Regions from separate parts of the Sus scrofa genome. Here regions 2, 3 and 4 are each linked to region 1. A link is a contact called in public Hi-C, HiChIP or PLAC-seq and promoter capture Hi-C data. All regions are on one chromosome and are shown on one strand. The core of a region is the stretch at or near the end of the contact, and the rest is flanking DNA. Distances in the headings are between cores, read along the strand shown.

Region 1 (4,129 bases), core at 599-3,098:
CCCTGCCTCTCTAGGGCAAGGCAGAATTCCACCAGAAGGTAACAGAGGCCACCCCCCACCAGAGACGGGAAAAGGACTGCTTATTCTCACCTGCGAAACAAAATGCAGATGCACGGGGATCGGGGGTAGGCAGTGGCCTTTTCTCCTGTGGGAAGGGAAGCAGACAGGGCAACATCACCAAATGGGCTCTCAAAACCTGGCCTCTGGGAAAGTCACTGGCCATTCAAGAAATGAATAGCACAGGATGAACGCCCAAGAAGAGAGACCAGAGCTCCAGAGTTCAGAAGGCTGGAAGGCCATGTGGAGTCTGCAGACAAGTTGCTGCTGGGGGCATGGTCCCTCCCTATCTGTCCCAATGGTAAGGAGCATCACTCGCCAGGCCAGGCCAAGTCGGTCAATAGATGGATTGAAAACTGCACTGTCTTGAGTTGAAAAAGGACACCGGGAGGCCGTTGACACTCAGCTGGGGGTAAGGCACCGCTGGAAACTAAGGCACCTGTGGGCCAGGCCAGCTTCCCTCCTCAGGGGTAAGTTCCTGAGAGCAGGGCCCACAATGCACACAGCCCCAGGCCTGGCACAAATGTGGAGCCAGGCAACCAATGCTTGCATCTGGCTGGCTGTGAACAGTGGGTGGCAGGTGCAAAAAGTCAGGACAAACTTACAATGGAAATTTGAGAAAATGCTACCCCCTCCTTTTTTTTTTCTGGCAAAATGGGAGAACAAGCCCATTATTTAATCTTAGCAAGGGCGCTCCTCTTTGAAAGTTAAAAGGCTCTGAGATGGGGATTCTTTCATGGGGAAAGAGAGAGGATGCCGAATGAAGAATATGAGCCTGAAAGAAAAGGGGAGCCCAGTCCTGAAGGACAGGAGCCCCAGTGAGAGCCCGAGTTCCCCTCCGGAGTAAGGACATCCCTGCAAGCCTTTCCTCGCGGTGCCCCTCTTTTTGCCCCCATTCTTAACAGCTCAAGTCCCACACTCCCCACAAGCAGCGTGACCCCGGGCAGCTCTCACCGAACTCTGCCGCGACATTGATAATCACCACGGTACTGTAATGCTCAATCTAGAAACGTTCACTTGGAAGCCTGACCCCCACCCCAACACACACACAAGCAAGTGGATATGTTGGCACACGGCTCAACACACAGCCCAGGTTCCTAAGCAAGATCCTCTAGACTGCTACTGTAAACAAGAGAGGCCACAATCAGCGGCGCGGCGGCCGAAGAAGCGCAGAAGTAAACAAGGGCTGCCACGAGCACTCGGGGCCGGGGAGGCGGCGGGAACGGTTCCCCCGGCATGAGCTCGGGCCTGCCAACCAGTGTCGGCCGCGCTCCTTTCCCGAGCCCGGCGCGCTCCACCCTTGCGACGCCTCTAGGAGAACGGGTCCCTTCGTTGTTTACGTTTTGCACTCGTTGAAGCAGAGGTTTGCAGAGGTCGCTCAACGTGGGCCCCGGGTAGGTGGCCCGGACTTGGGGACACGTCGCCCGCGAGCGAGAGAGAAGAAGGTTGGGCGGGGAACTGGGGGCCAAGGAAGCCCGGGCGCCGGAGTGCTGAGCCCGGGGCGGGCATTACCTGCTGCGGGGGACGCCGCTCCGCCTCCCCCGGGTGCGCCCGGGCTCCGGGCCCCGCGGTGCCGGAAGTGGCAGTAGGGCCGCCGGCAGGGCCCCCCGGGCGCCCCAGCCCAATACGGGCAGTCGATGGCCCGGAAAAAGCCGGTGGAACGTAGCATGGTCCGTCCCGCGGCGGGGCCGCGGCCCGGAGCCGCCCGGGCCCACGGGCCCCTCACTGGCGCCGCGGTCGCCGCCGCCCGCGCCTCACGGACCCCGCTGCCGCCGCCATCTTGCTCCGAGGTCCCCGGAGGCCCCCGGGACGCCGCCGCAAGGGACCTCGGGAGCAGCTGCCCGAAGTGCGCCTGATCAGAAACACCTGCTCCCGCGGCCCCAAGGAGGGTCATGGACCCATGGCCCAGGACAGGCAGTCGCGGGGGTAGGGGTGGTGGGGGCGAGACGCCCTGCCTACTGTCTCCGGGAGCCTCGCCGGCGCCGCCGCCTGGCCCTCGGTGGCGGCAACAGCGCCATCTTGAGCCCCAGACCCCTGCGGCGCCTGGAGCTGTCCACGGCACGCCTGATCAAAAAAAAAAAAAAAGGCCCCCCTCATAGTCCAGCTGTGGCTTAGGTGCATTTAATTAGTTTTATTAGCACGTCTCCCTGAGGCGCCCTCTGCTGGTCAACACGAGTCCTGCGGGCGTGTCTCACCTGCACCTGGAGATCTGCACCGGAGTTACCCAGCTCAGGCTCTGAAACTCAACTCCGCCCGGGTTGACTTCGAATTAGTGCTCACGTTTTGCACTCGTTGAAGCAGAGGCTTGCGGAGGTCCCTCGACTTGGGCTCCGGGTGGACTCCCACTGGACTCTTGTCTGAAATCTCATCCCCAGGTCCACCAGCGGAACCCTATTCCGATTTACTCATTTGTCCACCAAATATTGACCCTAAACCGTATTTTATCTGTTCATCAGATAATAGATATTCAGGTGGTTTCCGCCTGTTTGTTGTGAATTGAGCCTCTGTGAACATGTGTGTATATGTATCTGAGTACCAGTTTTGTTTCAGTACTAGTTTTTCAAATGATGTAAATTTGTTTGTTGCCCTTTATTTAAATTGGGGGAGATGCTTCATAAAACTACAATTCCCAGCCTGCCCGCCAGCTGGCAATTGCCAAGGATCCCCGTGTGAGCACAGGGTGGGGGTGCAGTCTGTGCAGGTCATCTCCTCCCTCTCCCAGCCCATCTATCCTTACCTCAGCCACCTGGCCCCGGTGGCATTTGGGCCTGAGACCCCTCACCCCAGGGGTCTCTCGATGCCAGCGCCTCTTCCACCGCCAAGAGGAGGGAGGACCCCTCAGCCTGGCCCTGACAATGCTAGTGAGGTGAAGTCAGGTCACCCCTGAGCTTGCACTTACTAGATGCTTCCTCTGTACTCACTGACTGACCTTGGTTATTTACTCAACAAATATTTACCAAGGACCTACTATGTGAGTGCCAGACCCAGTGCTAGAGACATCAGTGAACAAAGCATAGATCCCCACCCTGGCAGTAGTAGCGTTCTAGAAGAGAGACAGCAGGAGATCAGTAAAGGAGATACTTAAGTACAAGGCCGAGAGTGCTCTTCTGGAGGATGGGTGATAGGGAGAGTAGGGAGCTGGGGAAAGGGGTGGTCCATGGAGTCTGATGGGGAAGTGGAATTTGAGCAGTTCAAGGAGAAAGCCAAGCAGGCATCTAGGGTAAAGGCATTCCAGGCAGAGGGCACAATATGTGCAAAGGCCCCAGGGCAAAGGCGGCACCAGGCTTGTTGGAGGAACTGCAAGGAGGCCTGTGTGGCTGCACCTGAGTGAGTAAAGGGGAGAGAGGGAGAAGGTAACAGCGGCAGAGAGGGGGCAGGGGCAGGTCATGCAGGGCCTGGTTGGCCTCAGGGAGGACTTGGGCGATTCACCCTGGAGGGAGGTGGCAGCCTGGAGCGCTGAGTGCAGAGGAGGGCAGGGCCTGACTCACAGAAAGTGATCACAGACGCCTTCTGGTGGCTCCAGCCGGGAAGGCAGACTGTGAGGGCCAGGGCAGGAGTCCGGATCAAGGGTTGGTCCAGGTGGGCCATGAGGTGGGATTAGGTGGAGGCAGGAGAAATGGACTGGTTCTGGGTATGTTTCAAAGGTAGATGTCCAGTTAGAATTCCAAATGGGGAGTTCCCGTCGTGGCGCAGTGGTTAACGAATCCGACTAGGAACCATGATGTTGCGGGTTCGGTCCCTGCGCTTGCTCAGTGGGTTAACGATCCGGCGTTGCCGTGAGCTGTGGTGTAGGTTGCAGACGCGGCTCGGATCCCGCGTTGCTGTGGCTCTGGCGTAGGCCGGTGGCTACAGCTCCGATTCGACCCCTAGCCTGGGAACCTCCATATGCCGTGGGAGCGGCCCAAAGAAATAGCAACAACAACAACAACAAAAAGACAAAAAAGACAAAAAAAAAAAAGAATTCCAAATGGACCGGATGAGGGTGGTGAGACAAAGAGGGGAGTCAGGGGCGAGCCCAAAGATTTTGGCTGAAGCTGCAGTGACTGAAGGGGAGCAGACCAGAACAGACTAG
Region 2 (4,295 bases), core at 1,113-3,612, 380 kb before region 1:
GCAGGTTAAGGATCTGTGGTGTCACTGCTGTGGCGTCGGTCAATGCTGTGGTGTGGGTTCCATCCCTGGGCCCACCCAGAAAAAAATGATTAAAACAACAAGGGAGTTCCCGTCGTGGCGCAGTGGTTAACAAATCCGACTAGGAACCATGAGGTTGCGGGTTTGATCCCTGCCCTTGCTCAGTGGGTTAACGATCCGGCGTTGCCGTGAGCTGTGATGTAGGTTGCAGATGCGGCTCGGATCCTGCGTTGCTGTGGCTCTGGCGTAGGCTGGTGGCCACAGCTCCGATTAGACCCCTAGCCTGGTAACCTCCATATGCTGCAGGAGCGGCCCAAGAAATAGCAAAAAAAAAAAAAAAAAACAAAAACTACCAAAAAGAAAAAAAAAGATTAAAAAAAGAAATTAAAAAATGGTTACAAGAATAACTTTTATGGTGAACCACACACCAAAAAAGGCCAAAACTATATTCTGTGTATGGCATTATGCCTGAACCCACATTAGGAGAAAATTCAGGAAAGTGTGCACATACCTGTTTTTGTCCCACCATTTGCCCTGAGATGGGAGGGAGGAAGTGAGTGAGGAGGAGGGAAAAACAAGCTGCCTAGTTCATCTTTTTAAAAAGATCTGAAGCAAACATGACAAAAATGCCAGCGTTTTTGTTCCAGTGGCAGGTACATGGCTGCTTGTTATTTTATCCCTGGTAGGTGTCTGTTTTGTAAAGTATATTATTTTAAACTGTTTGTGTCTGGCTTCCTTCATTTGACTGCATCCTGTGCATTTCATTCACACCCTTTGTGGTTTATTTATCCAGTCACCAATGGAGGGACATGTGGGTTGATGCCAGTTTTCTGCTCCTCTAATAATGGGGTGGGCTGTGAGCATCTTGGGGCATGTCTGTCTGTCTGCACTCAGCCCAGCATTTGGGGGTTGCTGAGCTTCCACTGTTGGAAGGATAGTGGCAGCTGGCCCCCCATTTTTGCTCACTTCCTCACTACACACCCCTCAGCTTTCCCCTAGCACACTCCTCTCCATTCACCACGTTTGCGTTCCCCCAGAGTAGGGAGCCAGCCCCCACCAAGTGTTACTGTTCTTTTCTGACCTGGAAAACTTAAGTGTCCTCCACCCCCACTCCTGGGCAAGAGAGAACACCTGCCTCATGCCACCTAAGGCCAATCCTTCCTCCTCTGCTGAGCCTCTGCTTCTCATTTGCAAGTGCAACTCATGAGTTATCCTGTTCAGAGGCTACTGTAATTGATGATATGGATGCCAAAGTGCTTTGCAAACTGTAATGTGATGGAAGGAAGGTGCATTTTAAGTGTTTTATGTGTTACTGCTTACCTATGACCTAGTTCCTTCATTCCTCACATTCATGTAATTTTATGGTGAATAAATTAATTGTCAGGCTATCAAGACGTTGAGACAGTGAGTGGAAAGTCACTAGGCAGCATGACCACTATCTGACACCACCATACAGATCAGCTTTTAATAGGGTCATTGTAGACCTGGGTTTGGCGTTCCCTGCCCATTGTAGGATATTTACCAGTCCCTGACCTCCACCCACTAGATGCTGGTAGCACCCCCTCACCCAGTGGTGACTGGCATGGCTCAGTATCCCCTGGACGAGAGGGAGGCTGAATCATTCTGGATGAAAACCACCGGTGTGGACAGATGAGGGCAGGACAATGCTTGGCACATGGCAGGGACTCAGTATGTTTTCATAATCATTGGATTTACAGCCAACTATTGGATTTGATTCCAGTTCTTCCCTTGAATGGGTGACCTTGGGCAGATAACTGAGTCTATCAGACCGTCTGTATCTTCTGGGAGACTGGGGCGGGGGTGCAGAGCGCGCAACCGAGGTGCAGGTGCAGAACTTGGCCTCTAGCGGCTCCGCGGGGGTGTGGGCGTGGCCTCAGCTCACGGCCGACACCGACAGGCCTCCGCCACCTCCCACTAGAGACTGAACAAGGAAGCCGCAGCCGCGCCTGCGCCCCGCAGTGCCTAGCCCCGAGCGCCTGGCCGCGCACGCGTCCCGCCGCGCACGCACGCACGCAGCACGCGCACGCCCTCGGGGCGGGGCCGGCGCCGCCGCCGGCGCGCAGGACTCCATTTCCCAGTGTGCCCCACTGCGACGCTAGCAGCCCTCGAGGAGAAAGGCCGACTTGCGGTTGCCGAGCTGCGGTAGCGAGGGCCCCGGCGGACGCACGCACGCACGCAAGCACGCGGGCGCACCCCTGGCCCCGCCCCCGGAGGCCCCGTGCGGGAGCGCGCCCGGGTGTGCGCAGGGCGGCGGCGCGGGCGCGGGGGCGCGCGGTGACCGTTGGCGCTGAGGGGAGGAGGCAGCGCGGCCGTCGCCGTTGCGCAGATCCGGGCCGCGGCTGTGGGGAGGGTGCTGGGGCCAGTGACCTTCCGGAGGCGGGAGCGAGCCAGGGGGCCCGGACGCCGAGCGCCGCCGCCGCCGCCGCCGCCGCCGCCGCCGCCGCCATGAACAACTCGGGCGCCGACGAGATCGGGTGAGGACGCGCCGGCCCGCGCCGCTGCTTCGGCCGGCCCCCGCCCAGACCCGCCCGGCCCGTCAAGGTCACGCCGCGGGGCCGCGCCGAGCCGGCTGCTGTGGGGCAGGGGGCTGCGAAGAGCGGAGGGAACCTTGGGGGCCGGACGCCCCGCCGCCTCGTGGCCGGGCACCCCAGACAGGAAGCTAGGGTCCGAGGAGTCTTGAGGGGGAGAGCGCCTTGCTACCTCGTGGCTGGGGGTCCGGGGAGTCGGGGGAGGTGTTCAGGAGTCCTGATAACCTCGTGGCCAGAGACCTCGAATGGAAACTGGGAGTCCTGAGGGTCTGGGAGTCCTGAGGGTCCGGGCGTCCCGCCGCCTTGTGGCTGGAGACCCCGAGCGGGACCCGGGAGCCCAGGGAGTCCTAGCGGTCTCAGCGCCCCGCTGTTTCCTGGCCGGGAACCCAGAGTGGAAACCTGGGAGCCCTCGCAGTCTTTTGCCGGGGGCGGACCCCTCCTCCAAGCTAGAGTTTACGGCTTGGCTGGCGGACCCCCAGTTAGGAACCACCTTGTCTGCACCCGGGCATGCCAGGGTTTCCCTTTGGGGGCCCCGTGCTCCTGTTTCTCCTCGGGGACCTCGAAAAGAAACCCAAGGGATCCAGGGCACCCCCAGCCCGTGCACAAACTTGGCGCGTCAGCGCACGTGGCGGGCCGGGGTGCGGGGGGATCCAGTTCTGCCGCCGCCCAACTTCTCCCTCCCGGAACTCGAGCGATGGTCCCCTTCACCATCCCCTGTCCTCCTAAGTGAAGGTTTGCAAACCGAAGGCTGAAGGCCAAGGTCATGGGGCCGATCTCTGGTTGGCACTCCTCGTGCCCTGTGGTGCCCACCGTCTCAGCGCCTCCACACCACCTGATGGGTTGTTTGCAACTGTTTTTTGTTGTTGGAGCCCCTTTCTGCTTTGCCCCCAGCTAACCCCCATGGGTGTGCTTAAGATAAAGAGAAAGGGAAACGGCGGTGGACAGACAGCTTTGCTTCAGAGGTCTTTCTCTTTGGTGCAGCTATTAGAGGAGGTTTGTTATAGCTAGGTTTTCCCTTTTAATTATAGCTTTGCCTAATGCTAAACGGGCTGTAGATGAGAGAAGTGATCCCAGAGGAACCAGAAAATCCAATTCTGCTCTGGTCTAGGGGTTTGGTCTAGTTTTCTTTGCAGAGACTGGCTCCTACAGCATCAGCGTAATTTTACAGTTAAATTCTGGGAAGATGGCAAAACAGCCTGGGCTGGGTTTCCGTGGCCTTGTGTACATTTTTCAGTGGCCTTAGCTTTGAACAGATGAGGTGTTTACAAAATGCTTGATTTGGTGAGTAAGTCATTGTTTGCTGGTGGGTGGCTGGCCTCACTGAGCCCCTGCCTGGCTCCAGCTGCAGGTTATACCAGAGGACATCAAATGTGATTTGTGGCCTCCCCACTCCAAAAACCCCCTCCCACTTAGAGGACCAGAAGGAAGGCGTTTAATTCCTGGCCTGGTTTCTTTAGGAAACAGCTCCAGGCACTTGAAGGGTGAGTTGTATGCTTTGGGTAAATGACAGGCTGCAGCGTGCTTCCGATGGGAAGCTAGGAAGTAAGGAGAGAGAAAGAGCCACAGAAAAGGGGCAGAGTCTCAGGGGAGAGTCAGTGGCTTCACAGCTGCTCCACATGAACCAAGGAAGAGAGCCCTGGATTGGTGTCCCCTTGAGGAGGAGACTGCCAGATGGGGTGTCTGCCATTTCTCCCCAACAACTTGCAACAACTCCTGGGATCTAAGGCT
Region 3 (4,150 bases), core at 64-2,563, 270 kb after region 1:
CCTCCTGGCAAATTCCTTAACTTCTCTGCACCTTCCTCTCTGTAATGCTGGGCTTGCCCGGCGCCATTGTGAGGAGGGCTAGGCGGCCTCTGGCACTAGGATCGGCACAAGATCATACAGCTGCTCTCCTTAGGGCAGCCTCTCCCTCCAGCAGGGAAAGGGGGACTTTCTTCCCTGTCCCACTGCGTAACTGTAGGCTTGGGCCTTCTTCCTTGGAAGCCAGCAGCCCGGTGGTCACTAACTCGCCCAATTCCTCCTAAATCTAGGTCACAGGTTGGGGGGATGGGGGAGAGATGAAAATGGTGCCCACGATTGTACTATGATTTCTGGAAAGCGTTTTCCTTCCTGGCTGTGGAGTTTCTACTTGAAGTCGGCTTCTCCCTTGCAGGACCCCTGAGGGGTTTCCTTATTTTGGCCTAGGGCTTCCGCTGTCCCCCCATCGTTGCCCCCAAGAGTGGCGGCCTGGCCATCTTCCAGGGGCGGGGTGGGAATACCGGCCCAGGAGGCTAGGCCCAGTTCCAAGCCGGGCACCAGGGAGCGATCTGGACTTGCGTTAATCCCATAAGGGGTTCCCTCTGGGGGCGACCTACGGACAAGGTCCCCTAAACAGGAGCCCAAGACCTGGGGTGGGGTGGGGGTCCTGCACTTTGAACAAGAAATCCAGAAACATGCTCAAGACGGGAGAGCCGCCGCTGGGCCAGTGGCACTGGGTGTGTGTGACGACACTGCCAAGCCTCTTCCGGGGCTACCCTCGGGGAGGAGGAGGCGGGCCCCCACCGCCGAGCGGGTAAACTGAGGCTCGCGGACGGAGCGTGCGTAAATCCAGGGCGGATAGGCAGGCGGGGCTCAAGCCAGGAGCGGGGCCTCTGTCTGGGTCCTGCCGGGTAGGACCGATTCGGGATCGAACGGGGTTGGGGTCAGGGCAAGAAGCCCGGCCAGGTTCAGCGCGCCGGGCTCACCTCGTCCTCCTTATGGTTCCGGATGCCGCGCACCAGGTCCTGCAGATTCTTGTCGAACATACGGTCGATGCTGCCCTTGACCATCTTGAGAGCCATCGCGGCGGCGGCCACCGCCGGGCTCGAGACTTGGGAGACGCGCGGCCGGGTGCCCTGAAGGGGCAAGGGGGCCTCGCCTGCCGCCCGTGGAGCGCTGCGCTGCCGGCCGCCGCGGTGGGGCGGGTTCTCAGGCCAGGTCGGCGGCGGTCGGCGGGGTGGCGGGGGCGGGGGCGGGGGCGGCGGCGGCGACGACCCGCTGGGCAGGCCGCGCTCCCTTTCCCTCCGGCTCCGCGCCGAGCCGCTTGCAAATGGCGGACAAGATGGCGGCCGGTCAGCTGACGGCCCTAGCAGAGTCCCGGCGGCCCGCCCCCGGGAGCCCCGCCTCCCTAGAAACCCCTCCCCTTCAACTTACTGCGTTTCCCTAACAACGCCAAGCCGCCCAATGGAAACGCAGACAACGATCACAGGGCCCTTCGGCCTTGCTCTCTACGGCTCAAGACTCTTCCCTCTCATTGGTCAGTGACATCATTAGCTCCACCTACTTCCCCGTTCAAGGTTGTAACCACGCCCCCTTGGCGTGCCCTCTCTGCCCCGCCCCTCAGCTAAGTGACAGGCGTAAGAGAGCCCAGCTGTGGGTGGAGCCTGCTATGGGCGGGGCGCCCACGTGGAGTTTCCCAGGCAGGTTCCTGGAGAAGGATCCAGCTCCGCCCTTTCTGATTGTAAAAGCTGACACTGTCTGAGAACCTCCAAATTCGACTCTGTCTCCAGAACGTCTCACAAAATCCTATCATATGGGCAGACAGGGATTAACATGCCCACCTGGAGAAGCTGAGGACCAGAGCTAGGACTTCAATCCAGTTATTCACTCAAGAAGTTTTTTTTCTTTTTCCCGCAGCACCAAGGGCATATGGAAGTTCCCTGGCCAGGAATCCAATCTGAGCTGCAGCTGCAACAACTCGGTTTTTTTGTTTTCCTTCATTTTAAAAAGTTTTATTGAAATATAGTTGATTTACAGCCTTGTGATAAACACTGAATTCTTAACCTACTGCTACGGGCAGGGATCTAACCCGCGCTGCCTCAGACAATGGGGGATTTTTAACCCACTGCACCACAGGGAGAACTCCCCCATTCAAGGAAAACTTATTGAGCACCTACTTTATGCCAGGCCTCCCTCCCAAGTGAATGAGATACAAGTGGTTCCTGCCCACCAGGATCCACCACTAAGAGAGTAAAAGCGAGCCACAAACTGTAATGAGATATTAGCAACACATGTATCTGCCAAAGGATTTATATCCACAATATACCTGAACAGAAAATAAAGCAGAACCAAACAAAAAATTCCTACAAAACGAAAAGAGGTGTTCTCATTGTGGCACAGTGGAAACGAATCTGATTAGTAATCATGAGGATGTAGGTTCAATCCCTGGCCTTGGTCAGTGGCTTAAGGACCTGGCACTGCCATGAGATGCAGTGAAGATCACAGACACAGCTCAGATCCCACATTGTTGTGGCTGTGGTATAGGTGGGCAGACAGAGCTCTGATTTAACCCATAGCCTGGGAACTTCCATATGCCATGGGTGCAGCCCTAAAAAGCAAAAACAAAAAACAAAACAAAAAAAACACCAAAAAGAAAAAGACAATTCAGTTAAAATATGGGGAGTTCCCGTCGTGGCACAGTGGTTAACGAATCCGACTAGGAACCATGAGGTTACGGGTTCAGTCCCTGCCCTTGCTCAGTGGGTTAACGATCCGGCGTTGCCGTGAGCTGTGTGTAGGTTGCAGACGCGGCTCAGATCCCGCGTTGCTGTGGCTCTGGCGTAGGCCGGTGGCTACAGCTCCGATTCAACCCCTAGCCTGGGAACCTCTATATGCCGTGGGAGAGGCCCAAGAAATAGCAACAACAACAACAACAAAAAGACAAAAAAATAAAATAAATAAATAAGTAAATAAATAAATAAATAAATAAAAATATGGCACACACAGCAAAAATTTATGAATAAAGCATATCGCAAAAGAAGACATCCAAGTGGCCATCTACCTCAATCATCAAGAAAGTGTAAATTTAAACCACACTGATATAGTTCTGGACTCTGGAAGAATAGCTAAATTTAGAAAGACTGAAGAGTTCCAGTAGTGGCTCAGTGGTTAAGGAAACTAACTAGTATCCATGAGGACGCAGGTTCGATCCCTGGCCTCACTCAGTAGGTTAAGGATCCAGTGTTGCCGTGAGCTGTGGCGTAGGTCAGAGATGAGGCTTGGATCCTGCATTGCTTTGGCTGTGGTATAGGTGGGCAGGTACAACTCCGATTCAACCCCTACCTAGCCTGGGAACCTCCCTATGCCGCAGGTACGGCCCTAAAAAGACAAAATACAAAAAAACAAAACAAAACAAAACAAAAAAGACTGAGGATATTAAGTGTTGCAGGGATGTGGAGCTACTGGAACTCTCCTGTCTTACACTTGAGGTAGAAATGTAAAACTATACAGTTACAACAGAAGCCTGTCTGGCTGTATCTTTTAAAGCTAATATACCTGTTCCCTCTGACACAGAAATTCTACTACTGTTCCCAAAAGAATGCATAAACACATCCACCAAAGGACCTGATCAAGGATAGTCAAAGTAACTGTATTTATATTAGCCAAAAACTCAAAATGATCCAAATGTCCATCAAGAAAAAATGGATATATAACTTGTGGTATAGTCAAACTGTGGAATACTGTGCAACAATGAAAATGAAAAATTACTAATACACAGAACAAAATAGATGAATTACACAGATACAATATGAACATAATAAGCCAAACACAAAAGAATATACACAGGGAGTTCCCTGGTGACTCAGTGGGTTAAGGATTTGGCATGGTCACTGCTGTGGTTCTGATTACTGCTGTGGTGCAAGGTCAACACCTAGTTTGGGAACTTCAATATGCCTTAGGTGCGGCCCTAAAATGAAAAGTATCTAAAATGATGAGCTCCTGGTGTGGTTCTGTGGAAACAAATGAATTAATGGCCAAAAATTTTCCAAATTATATATATATATATATAATATTTGAAATATATATATATATATTTCAAAACTATCTAAAAACCTCAGTGGAGGAATTCCTATTGTGGCTCAGCAATAACAAGCCCAACTAGTATCCATGAGAATAC
Region 4 (4,284 bases), core at 495-2,994, 410 kb after region 1:
CTCCAGCCTCAGCTTTGATTCCCTCATGTCTAAAATGGAAAAAATACCAGCCAGCCCAACGACCCTGTGGGTTAAGAATGCCCTCTCCAGTTTACACATGAGGAAACGAAGGTTCAGAGGAGGGACAGGTCAGAGGCAGAGAAACATCCGGCCCAGCATGGGCGACCCCCACTTCCCTGTGTGGCTCTGGCCAGGTGACTGAGCCTTTTTGAACTCGTTTCCTCATTTTTACAAGCTAGTGAAAGCCAGCTATTTTTTTTTTCTTTAAACAAAGAGCTTATTAAAGATAATTTAAAAGCTGCTATAATCAAGTTAAACCATCATTGGGCAGAGCATTCTTTAGAAGGTAACGAGAGACTTTACCTCTATGCTCTGGCTGCCTGGGACAGCCACTTGTCCCATATCCCACCCAGGGCCCCACCCCAGCGCTCACCAAGGTTGCTGTACGTGGGCTGAGTAGGCCAGGTGGGGGTGTTGACCCCGGTGGTCTTAGTGGGTGGCTCCGGGTCACTCATGCTGCTGGGGGAAGGTCAGAGTACAGGGCATGTGTGGGTGGGGTCCTGCACCTGCTGTGTGGCCCTGGGAGGGTTGCTTGACTTCTCTGGGCAAATGTCACCCATCAACTTTTCAGGGCAATGGAAAGTGCCCTGACTCTTTGTGACATGGGCAGGACATCCAGCTGTGAGGGCAAGAGGTGTGGGGGGGGAGGGGACAGCTTGAGGCTGGTGACAGTATTCAGGGACCCAAGCTTAGGCCTTTTCCCCAGAGCTCAGCCCCCTTCAGCTGTGCAGTTGCCAACAGCAGCCCGGCCCCCAGCCCTGCCCCACCCAGATTCCAGGTCACCCCAACCTTGAAAACTGGCCATTTCTGCCCCACCCCACCCCCTCCCCACCCCACCCCCTCCACCCCACCCCACCCCCTCCAGGAATGGCCTACCTTCAGGACTGGTGTGACCTTGGGGCAGGGAGGGGGGGCCTTGGGTGCAAACTCCCAATAGCTGCAGCCCCTGGCCTGCCGGACTGTCTGACCGGTTGCTGGCAGTGAACCGGAAATGCCCAGACAACTGTTAGACCGCAGGCTGGGGCAGGGGGGGGTGCTTTATGCATTACTTCCCCATGACTGCTGGCCTTGGTTCCAGGGCTACAAGGGATGGGGGGAGATGAGAAGACTGGGAGAAGTCCTAAAGTTTACACAAGGTGGGCAGTAGGGGGGAACTCAGAGAGACAGAGGGAAGCAAGACATTTTAGACCCCTGTACCTTTGGGGAGGGCAGGGAATTCCAGCAGCAACTGTTTAAGGAGAAGTTTGACTGGGTGACCCTTCTCTCTGAGGTTTTCACCCCTCCAGAGCCACGTCTCCCTGCAGGACTGTCTGAGAAGCCCCCAGTGCAAGCACCCCACTTCCTGCCAATCCTAGGACCCTTGGACTGGGAGCAGTTTGCTGCCTAAGCACCAGCTCAGCTCCAGCTCAGCTCTGACTTGCTGTGTGACGCTGGGCAAACACCACCCCTCTCTGTGTTCCAGCAAATAAAGAAAAGTGGTCCCTGCTTGCTGCCTCTTGACAGCCACACTAGCTGGATTTTTCATTAACGTGTAATCATCTCACTTCCCTGTCCCCACTGCCTTAATGCATTTATTTAGAAAAAGACATTCGAGGAGCTCCCATTGTGGCTCAGGGGTTAACGAACTCGACTGGCATCCATGAGGATGCAGGTTTGATCCCTGGCCTCATTCAGTGGGTTAAGGATCTGGTGTTGCTGTGAGCTGTGGTGTAGGTCCCAGACAAGGCTCAGATCCCACGTTGCTGTGGTTCTGGAGTAAACTGGCAGCTATAGCTCCAATTCGACCCCTAGACTGGGAACCTCCATATGCTACGGGAATGGCCCTAAAAAGACAAAAAAAAAAAAGAAAAAGAAAGAAAGAAAAGAAAAGAAAGAAAGACATTTGAGGAGTTCCTGCTGTGGCTCAGTGGAAATGAACCCAACTGGCATTCATAACGATGTGGGTTCGGTCCCTGGTCTCACTCAGTGTGTTAAGTATCCAGCTTTGCCATGAGCTGTGGTGCAGATGTGGCTCAGATCCCCGTTGCTGTGGCTGTGGTGTAGGCCAGCAACTGCAGCTCCAATTTGATCCCTCGCCTGGGAACTTCCATATGCCACAGGTGGAGCCCTAAAAACCAAAAAAAAAAAAAAAAGAAAAAAACATTTGAGATAGATTTACCATACTGGAGAATTCCCTGGTGGATCAGCAGGTTAAGGATCCATCGTTGTCACTGCAGCAGATCAGGTGGCTGCAGTGGCACGGGTTTGATCCCTGCCCTGGGAACTTCCACATGTTAGCAGGTGTGACCAAAAAGAATTACCATACATGGAAAATCAAGAATGGTAAAAACCTGGGAAAACCAGGCAGTGTGAAATTCTAGCTTAAGCACACAGTGTCCAAACTGTTTGGGGAGTTCCATTTGTGGCACAGCAGAAACGAATCCGACTAGGAACATGAGGTTGTGGGTTCGATCCCTGGCCTCGCTCAGTAAGTTAAGGATCTGGCATTGCTATGAGATGAAATGTAGGTTGCAGACGTGGCTCGGATCTGGCATTGCTGTGTCTGTGGCTATGGCTGTGGCATAGGCCGGCAGCTGTAGCTCCGATTAGACCCCCAGCCTGGGAACCTCCATATGTAGCAGGTGTGGCCCTAAAAAGCAAAAACAAAAAAACAAAAAAACCACTGTTTGGGGGCCTAAGGCTCACCCTGTTGGGCTGCTGTCAGGAAAGACAACCTAGCTGCAAACACAGCCCCTCCCCCACTGTAATGACGACCCAAGAAATCACTGCAGATGCAGACATTTTTGCTTTGTAGTTTGAGATCTTTCACGCTCAGGTTCTTCCCTGGCCCCCTCTCATTTCCCTCAAGGGCAGTGAGCCCAGAGAGGGCTGTAGTCCACACAGGGTCACACAGCAGGTCCAGGCTGGGCTGGGGGGCATTCATGGGCTGTTGCTGGATGACCCTGGGTGTGGGAAAGGAGACAGACTTGCCTCATGGAGTCCTCCAAGTGGGTGTCCTCCTGCGTTTTGGGCAACACTGACCTGCTGACTCCCAGCGTTTCCAGAATGAGGGTCCATAACTTGATTCAATATTTTTTCTTTCCCAGCACTTGGCTTCTGTAATTCACAGAATTTATACTCTCTGTCCTTAGTCCATGAGGCTGCCTATGATTTTGGTGGATTTCAAAATCATGCAATGGGAGGATGGTGGGCTTGAGAAAGAGTCTGCAAATTATACCGGACAAGGATTCCACAATTCCTGGGCTGTTCTGTGTGGAAGAGAAGGGACCAGAGGTGCTAAGGAAGTGGCCTCTGCTCAAACTCTTGCCAACTATGAATTCTTTTTAATTTTTTCTCTTTAAGGCCACACCTGAGGCATATGGAGGTTCCAGGCTAGGGGTCAAATTAGAGCTGCAGCTGCTGGCCTACACCACAGCCACAACAATGCCAGATTCCAGCCGCGTCTGCCATCTACACCACAGCTCACGGCAAGGCTGGATCCTTAACCCACTGAGCAAGGCCAGGGATCGAACCCTCATCCTCATGGATCCTAGCCAGGTTCATTAATCACTGAGCCACAAAAGGAACTCCTTAATGTAATATATATATATATATATATTTTTCTTTTGTATTTCGTCTTCTTAGGGCCACAACCCCGAGGCATATGGAGGTTCCCAGGCTAGGGGGTCCAATCAGAGCTGAAGCCGCTGGCCTATACCACAGCTCACGGCAATGCCGGATCCTTAACCCACTGAGCAAAGCCAGGGATCGACTGAACCCGCGTCTTCATGAATGCTAGTCAAGTTCACTAGCTGCTGAGCCACAGTGGGAACTCTTTATGTTTTTTAAAAATCTTATTTGCAAACTATGGCCCCTGGGCTGACTGGCTGTTTTTGTAAATAAAGTTTTATTGGAACCAGGGCCAGGATTAGGGTGTTGAGAGTGAGGAAGGGTCATGCCAGGGCAAGGTGGATCCTGTCTTTATTCAAAAGGCTTTGGGACTTCTCTAGTGTCTCATTGGGTTAAGGATCCAGCAGTTGTCACTGCTGTGGCTTGGGTCACTGCTGTGCTGTGGGCTCTATCCCTGGCTTCTGCATACCATGGGTGAGGCCAAAAAAATTTTAAAAAGGTTGATATTTTATCCATTGTGAACTTGGAGCATGAATTGATATCATTTATAGAATATTGGTCTTTTTATTCCTTCCTTTTTTTTAGGGCCACACTCAAGGCATATGGAAGTTTCCA

The links. Promoter capture Hi-C pulls out the DNA fragments that hold promoters and counts their contacts. A called contact is a pair of places that touch in the nucleus more often than the background predicts. HiChIP or PLAC-seq counts read pairs in DNA pulled down with a chosen protein or histone mark.
Region 2: a promoter capture Hi-C map of fetal liver shows a contact between it and region 1, with 2.7 times the contacts expected there. The contact joins the promoter of DAZAP1 here to the promoter of REXO1 in region 1. A contact is called at or near these places in 1 of 5 promoter capture datasets (fetal liver) and 1 of 2 datasets of contacts at active chromatin or transcription factors (alveolar macrophages).
Region 3: a Hi-C map of liver shows a contact between it and region 1, with 5 times the contacts expected there. The contact joins the promoter of AP3D1 here to the promoter of REXO1 in region 1. A contact is called at or near these places in 3 of 47 Hi-C or Micro-C datasets (heart right ventricle, liver and skeletal muscle) and 1 of 2 datasets of contacts at active chromatin or transcription factors (alveolar macrophages).
Region 4: a contact with region 1 is called in an H3K27ac HiChIP or PLAC-seq map of alveolar macrophages. The contact joins the promoter of C2H19orf35 here to the promoter of REXO1 in region 1. A contact is called at or near these places in 1 of 5 promoter capture datasets (fetal liver), 1 of 47 Hi-C or Micro-C datasets (subcutaneous adipose tissue) and 1 of 2 datasets of contacts at active chromatin or transcription factors (alveolar macrophages).

What each region holds. Positions count from the first base shown.
Region 1 is chr2:76,691,988-76,696,116 of Sscrofa11.1, reverse strand. REXO1 (RNA exonuclease 1 homolog) reads right to left here and starts at 1,848. Exons shown (of 16, transcript XM_003123002.4): 1 at 1,570-1,848. The coding sequence starts at 1,726.
Region 2 is chr2:77,068,551-77,072,845 of Sscrofa11.1, reverse strand. DAZAP1 (DAZ associated protein 1) reads left to right here and starts at 2,362. Exons shown (of 12, transcript NM_001244506.1): 1 at 2,362-2,513. The coding sequence starts at 2,485.
Region 3 is chr2:76,425,606-76,429,755 of Sscrofa11.1, reverse strand. It overlaps AP3D1 (AP-3 complex subunit delta-1), which reads right to left and starts at 1,313. Exons shown (of 32, transcript XM_021084197.1): 1 at 960-1,313. The coding sequence starts at 1,055.
Region 4 is chr2:76,282,623-76,286,906 of Sscrofa11.1, reverse strand. It overlaps C2H19orf35 (putative uncharacterized protein C19orf35 homolog), which reads right to left and starts at 1,744. Exons shown (of 4, transcript XM_013987302.2): 1 at 937-1,744; 2 at 434-519. The coding sequence starts at 515.